Regions from separate parts of the Triticum aestivum genome. Here region 1 is linked to region 2. The links are chromatin contacts, called in public Hi-C maps. All regions are on one chromosome and are shown on one strand. Each heading gives the region's core, a stretch centred on a gene start, on an enhancer-like site or on the middle of the called end of the contact. The rest is flanking DNA. Distances are from core to core; before and after follow the strand shown. Region 1 has its middle 140 kb from the start of LOC123052990. Region 2 holds the start of LOC123052988 (potassium transporter 22).

Region 1 (3,399 bases), core at 260-2,759, 160 kb after region 2:
ACGTCGAAACACCATCCACCACACCGCCCAAGCGGCCATGGCCGCTAGCTGCCCGCACCTGAGCCGCAAGCTCAGCCCACAAGCATCACGACTCCCACCACCCAGGCCGCCGCCTAGGGAATCCCAAAGTCCCATAGGTCCTCCATGAGTGCAGGTGATGAGCCGACCGGCAAGCTCCGAGTGCCGACAGAGCCGCCAATGATCGGAAAGACGAGATTGATCGGGGAGCCACTGAGTCATTGAAGAGGTGAAGCGGGTGCGGACCACGTCGACGCCTGGCACACTTGCCGGTGACAGGTGGTCCAACCGCATAGGCGCCACCCATCTCTCCCAGCGCCACCCCTTGCGACGCCTAACTGCAACTCCCGGCCTAGATCCGCAACTGGCCCGTCTCGGCCATCCGCCCAACGATGTGAGGTACCAGACATGCCACAACTTGCAGCCGCTAAAGGGCACTAGAGATCACCACCAGAGCCATGCACGAATGGACTGACACCAGAGCAAATCCAGTCGTCGCCGGGAAATGACCCTCACCGCCACCATGGGTTGCCACCACGCCATCACAGCCCATCACCGTGCACCAACCAGGACGATCGTTGCCCCCGCCCCGAGCCACCTGCCGACGACCAGGGCGAGATCCGAGCGGATCGGACCCGTGCCCAACAGGAGCCCTCCACCACGCCACATACAACCAGCCGAGGAGGTCGAGGCCGAGTCGCATGCCCTACAGATCCTGCCCAGCCGCGCTGCCACAACCCGCGGCGCCAACCGCCGGATCTGTCGAAGCCGACACAAAGCCAGCCGCCCCGCCATCCCACCGCGCCGGCCCGCCCTGCCACGCAGCCATCGCCACGCAGTCGCGCCACCGAGCCCAAGGCCCAGCCGCCCGATATTATATGATGTTTCTCCTTTATGTTCCCGATTACATGTCTAGTTTCACCACTCAGCTACTTGATTCGATTTCCCTAAAAAAAGCTACTTGATTGGATTACCATATCTATTTTGATTACCATGTTTTATATACTGTTATTTTAATTTAAATTTAATGTAAAATTACTCAACTATTCAATAATTCTCTTTATTGATCTCCGATGTGTGGCGCATACATGTACGTCAGATTATAGGTAGGGTGCATTACAATTCAAGGCCGCTACTCCCTCTTGATAAAAAATAAATGTCATGGTTTTAATTTAAATTTAAGCTAAAAAGCACGACACTTATTTCCAAACAAATGAAATGCTACTTTTAGAGCTACTGTCTAGAGAAGGAGCGAAGCATGTGGAGAAAGTATTGCAGATTGTATGTTCCTGGTCCTAGGTAAAGGCATAGCTTCCATGCATTTCTGGCCGTTGGATATGTATGGTCCAGCGGTGCCATTTATTCCAGATTAACTTCCCATTGAGGTAATTCAACGGACGTCGTTCGTTCATACTGCTACACTATACAGAGTATAGATCCAGATGAATGCTGCCAAAAGTCAACTTTTGTTGTCTTCTTTAAAATTTGCGAGACTGACGCACGCTTGCTGCCAAAGGTAGAGCAAATCGACGTACGCACTACACTGATCACACGAATGGACAAAACCAAATCGACGTTGTTTGCAGCTAACTAAATTGACCCAGCTAGCTAGCTACAGCACATGCACATAGCTGCAATGCTTTGGCTGAGTTGACTATGAAGGTGTGCACTCTTTGACCTTTCTTCCTAGCTTCTCCACGACAGATTGTGTATGTGGAGCACATGAGGCCACGTGAATATCTTGCGTTTTACTCACTCAGCTGCAATTAATGGCATGCCAACCCACCCCGGTCTGGTGTCACAGTTTTGCCACGTGGAACTTCTGTTCGCTTTGCGTTTTTTTTCTCGCCTACACATATCTTTGGTCTTATATAATTTTGCTATTTGTTGGTATGTTATATTTGTGTGCGTGTGCTGGTGTTGGCTGTGTGCATTCTAACTATGCAGAGGCCGGGTGTGTGCTCATTATGTTTGTATTTTCCTGATGCTACATTGGAGTCAATAAAATCCACTGTGTGTCAAAAAAAACAATCTTACAGATGGGTGGAGCATCCAGAGTGGGCAAACGAGAAGCTAACTAAATTATATCCCTGTCCAATAATATTGTCCACGTGTATGAGAGAGATGATATAGAGTAAAAAACAAACTACTGTGCATAGGATCATTTCTCTCACGTGCAAGGTCCTCCACTATGTAGGTTGAAACCGGTGTCAAAATCACTTTTGCTTCATTTGACACCGGTGCCCTCTATAGAGAATAGGTGCAACTCACGATATATTTATCGGGGTACAAAGGTAGCCACGTCCTCAACTAGACAAGGAAGGATGAGGGCTTGTTGTACAAGAAATACACATGCAAAATATACAACTCAACCCCCCCCCCCCCCCCCCCCCGCGCAGTCGAAGCGGTCGCCATTGGCGACGCAAAGGCGGGATCGAAACTCCTCGAAAGACACGTAGGTAATCCCTTAGTCATGATGTCTGCAAATTGTTGGGAGGTGGGTACATGTAGAACACGTATACGTCCAAGAGCCACCTGTTCTCGAATCAAATGGATATCAAGCTCAATGTTCTTGGTGCGACGATGATGAACCGGATTAGCGGAGAGGTAAATGGCGGAGACGTTGTCACAGTAGACGATGGTGGACTTGTCAACAGGACATGAACGCTCATGGAGAAGCTGATGGAGCCACGAGCACTCTTCAACCACGTTAGCCACCGCACGATACTCTGCCTCAACACTGGAGCGAGAGACGGTGGGCTGCCGCTCGAACGACCAAGAGATAAGTGACGGTCCAAGATAAACGCAATATCCTGAAGTGGAACATCGTGTGTCAGGGCAGCCTGCCCAGTCAACATCAGAGATAGGCGATGATGTCCATGACGGTCGAGGCCCGGAAGTGAGAGCCCGAGATCCAGGGTGTCTCGGATGTAGCGACGAATCCGCTTCACCGAAGTCCAGTGAGCATCGCGTGGAGCATGCATATGTAGGTACACCTACTGAACAGGGTACTCAAGCTCCGGTCATGTAAGAGTGAGGTACTAGAGAGCACCAAGAATAGACCGGTAGAATGAGGCATCTGGAGCCGGGAACCCATCCGTGGTAGAGAGCTTGTGGCACCCCGGCTCAGAGAAACCGGAACGCCCCGTATTCCAGCCCAGAGATCGAGATGAAGTCTTCTGGAATACGGCACTGCTTGACATAGAACAAATCAGCTCTTATTACAAAGAGTAATGAATACACGGGTCTGATGTTACAACGAATCACATCAGCACGGCGACACTACGCCTGCGATACTACACTTGCTCTATGCTAGCAGCGGAACAACTCGTAATAGCAAAATACTTCTAGCAGCGGAACAACGACGGAGGTGGTGAACTC
Region 2 (3,414 bases), core at 630-3,129:
TGGCGATGGTGATGGCGCCATCCACAAAGTCGTCTCACTTTTGTAATAATGCCTGGACGGCTGGACTACAAGAGAAGAGACCTACCTATATACACACGCTGACCCATCGGAAAAAGAAATGGCGGACATGGACGGATGGATGCTGTTTTTCTCGCATCAATTAATATGCCTGCAGCCTCAAATGATTTTTGCTTTTCCTCGCTGCTATGCTGCGTTGCATCTAAATCACGCTACGCTACACTACACTCTAGCTAGCTGGTCGTCGACCTCATCCATCGTGTTCACACTTGTTACCCATAGGCGGCCGGCTGATCGAGTTGTATGTCAGTATGATATTGATGCCTCTAGCTAGGCGCTAGTACGTATACTGTACAATGTAGACTGAAAGATATATATGCACGGTGCGTACCTGTGGTGAGGTGTGGCGCCTTCTCCTTGAGCCCCCCGACGGCGGACAGCACGGAGATGGCCGGCGTCAGGCAGGCGTCGCTGATCACCATGGCCGTGGCGAGGATGGTGAGCAGGAAGAGCGAGATGCGCACGGGCTTGCTCGTCTCCAGGAGCTCCTTGACCCGCTGCGCGCGGTACGCCGCCGGGGAGGCCAGCTGCAGCGTGGCCAGGGCGCGCCGCCGGCTGAAGGACTTGGGGTCGTCCTGCTCCAGGATGTGCAGCTCGTCCTCCGCCTGCTGGTTCGGCACCAGGCTCACCTTGGCGTGCCGCGAGATGAGAGAGTAGAGCGCGAACGTACCGCCTGCATATATGTCATGCAACAACTTCTTTAATTTGGGCCTTTGGTATATACTTCATGCATGCATGCTAACTACAGTAAAATAACCACAAACATTCCCATGCATGTACTCAATCGTAGGATTATTTATATGATGCACAATATGAGAAGTATTACTACGTTGATCGCTAACTACAGTACGAACTACTCCTAGTTCTCTGTTATAATAATAATTAATTAATAACAACAAACACATGCACGGCCACTCGACCCACTTCATTTTGGAAAACCTTGTTTTTTAGGAAGAGACGACAAGAGACGGTCGTGTACCACGCATGCACCAAACGATCAATTTTGCCGTTGGGTCGGGGGGTCCAATTAAGCTGTTGGTACATGCAGATGCTGCGTCAATTTGCTGCATGCTAAGGTAGCTAGCTAGGTGCACCGTACGTACGTGTAACACGTCGCGCAATCTAATTACTACGATCGAGTACAAAGAAAGAAGAAAGAGGAGGAAGAAGAAGATGGAGGAGCTAAGCTAATTTGTGTGCGTACCGTCTCCATCGTCGTTGGCGCGGAGGGCGATGTAGACGTACTTGACCATGGTGAAGAGTATGAAGCTGTAGATGATGAGGGAGAGGACGCCGAGGAGGTCGTCGGTATGCCGGACGCCGGCGGTGAAGGTGCTGGAGTAGACGTACAGAGGCGACGTGCCGATGTCGCCGTAGAGCACGCCGACGCACTGGAACGCGAGGCGCAGCGTCTTGCCCCATCGCTCATGGCCGTGGTGGCTGGCGCCGCCGGCCCGGGAGGCGTCCCGGTACAGCGAGTCCTGCCGCTGCACCACCTCCGGCATGTCCAGCGCGCACTCCACCTCCAGCACCTCGTCATCGCCACCCTGCTGCTGCTGCTTCTTCTGTTGCTGCTCAGCCATCGATCGATCCTACCAGCCGGCTAGATGACTGAGCTTAATTGTTGAGAAGGATCCAAGAAGTAAGTGTGTAATTGGCTCGTGGAATAACATGCCAATATCCAGCTAGCTAGCTTGTGCTCCTGGATGGATCTAGTCTCTCATGGCCTCGCCACGCAACCTTCCCTTTTATAATGAGCTAGTACTACTATCTGCATCTCTCTGGTTAGAGTTAGCGCGCGGTACTAGTTGTGGATCGCTGGAGTATGTGAACGGCAGGGTAGCAATTAATTAAGCTGCTACTGTGTGGAGTACATACGTGCTGCTGTGCTATGCGACCCGACCTGGATACGTTTTCAGATGGACGTTGATGGATCAACAGATTCCGTCCCCGCAATGGCTTTGGCTTGGCTAGCTTACTTTTCGCCCATCACCCTTCGCGGCTCATGGCGTCAGCGTCGGGCTCGATCGGGCCACAAGGGAACTAACCGCGTGATCATAATTCATTGCTGTAGCTGTTGCTACGCCAAAGGAAATCAAAAATCGATATCTTTCCATCACTGTGCAGTCTGTTTCAGCATGGATCCACGAATTCAACCACGCGTAGACAGACCTTGGATTCAGATGCATGACCTCACGTCCGCCGCACGTACCTATGTCGAGTGAGAAAAACGCTACCTACTTATGTTGCTTGGATCCACTCATTGACCTCGGTGCAAGATCGTCGATCATCTCTTGTAGCTCTCCGTCCAGAGATATACGTACGTACGTTGATTCAGTCGGGTTGTGTCTCTTCTGTCTGGCCTTTATCTGTACATGGCTCTGTTTTCCTCAAGTAACCCAGTAGTAGTATGCTCTTCAATCTCTTCTTCGTCAGCTACGAGCATATAGTACACAGGAAGCGCCATACATGCCTAGCTTGTTTACCACAAAAATAGTCTCTGCCATTATAGTTTCCTTGACAAATTACTTGGATTAACACTGACATGCATGTCCTTCTTTTACAACACTGACACTTAATCTCTGAACAACTCAACACTTAATCTGTAAGTATGTCCTAGATTTCTGATGGAGATTTTATGCAAGCTTGCTTATTGATTATTTATTAATTGTTCCAGGTATTGCTCTGTAGGTTCTTCGCCGATAAGCAAGTGTGCTTGCTTACCAGATTAATTCAACTGAAGATAGCCAAGGACAGGCTACCATGTTAGTTAAGAGTGGACACACCGGGGTATGGTTAGCTAGCGCGAGGCACCAAACGCATTAGCCAACCAAAGCGATGCCCCACGGCGCCTAATTTATCAGATTGCGACCTGAAGAACGTGATCTCTCCATTGTATTTTCTTCAATTATCCAAGAAACAAGCAATTAAGGTGCACAGTAATTAATTGTTAGAAGCAAATCTTAATATTCAAGTTAGCGGCATGTTCATAGAAGACGCTTTGCCAAGTTTCATAAGGCTACTGTATTATTTGTTTCACTGTCATAACTGTGGCATGCACACTTTCTTAGCGGCGATTTTCAACCAGCACAGCGAAGGCCTTGTATTTTTTGTTAAACTTTGTCTAACTTGTGTGACCAATTTTCCTGCCACACTTTTTGTGGCTTGACGGAGTTTGCCACTAAATAAATGTGACAACGTATATATAGCTATGAATCATGCATGCCTTAAACCTGGCTATTGTTTCATGATACGCATATGCATAATTTGATAACTATATTCAGATTTGAGACTTCACTTTCATCCATTGATGCTCTTTATATCGAATTAGTTGCC

What was found. Hi-C and Micro-C count contacts between places; a contact is called where the count stands out from the background.
Region 1: a contact with region 2 is called in a Hi-C map of leaf, with 3 times the contacts expected there. The contact joins the enhancer-like site here to the promoter of LOC123052988 in region 2. A contact is called at or near these places in 2 of 5 Hi-C or Micro-C datasets (both in leaf).

Annotation. Positions count from the first base shown.
Region 1 is chr2D:328,034,217-328,037,615 of IWGSC CS RefSeq v2.1, forward strand. No RefSeq gene overlaps it. Among protein-coding and RNA genes, the nearest start is that of LOC123052990, 140 kb to the right of the region's middle. Within about 2 kb of position 1,510, at least 1 of the 8 cell types and tissues checked has an H3K27ac peak or open chromatin away from gene starts, as enhancers often do. A contact at or near this core is called in leaf, where this site is marked.
Region 2 is chr2D:327,872,168-327,875,581 of IWGSC CS RefSeq v2.1, forward strand. LOC123052988 (potassium transporter 22) reads right to left here and starts at 1,880. Exons shown (of 6, transcript XM_044476355.1): 1 at 1,283-1,880; 2 at 410-751. The coding sequence starts at 1,661.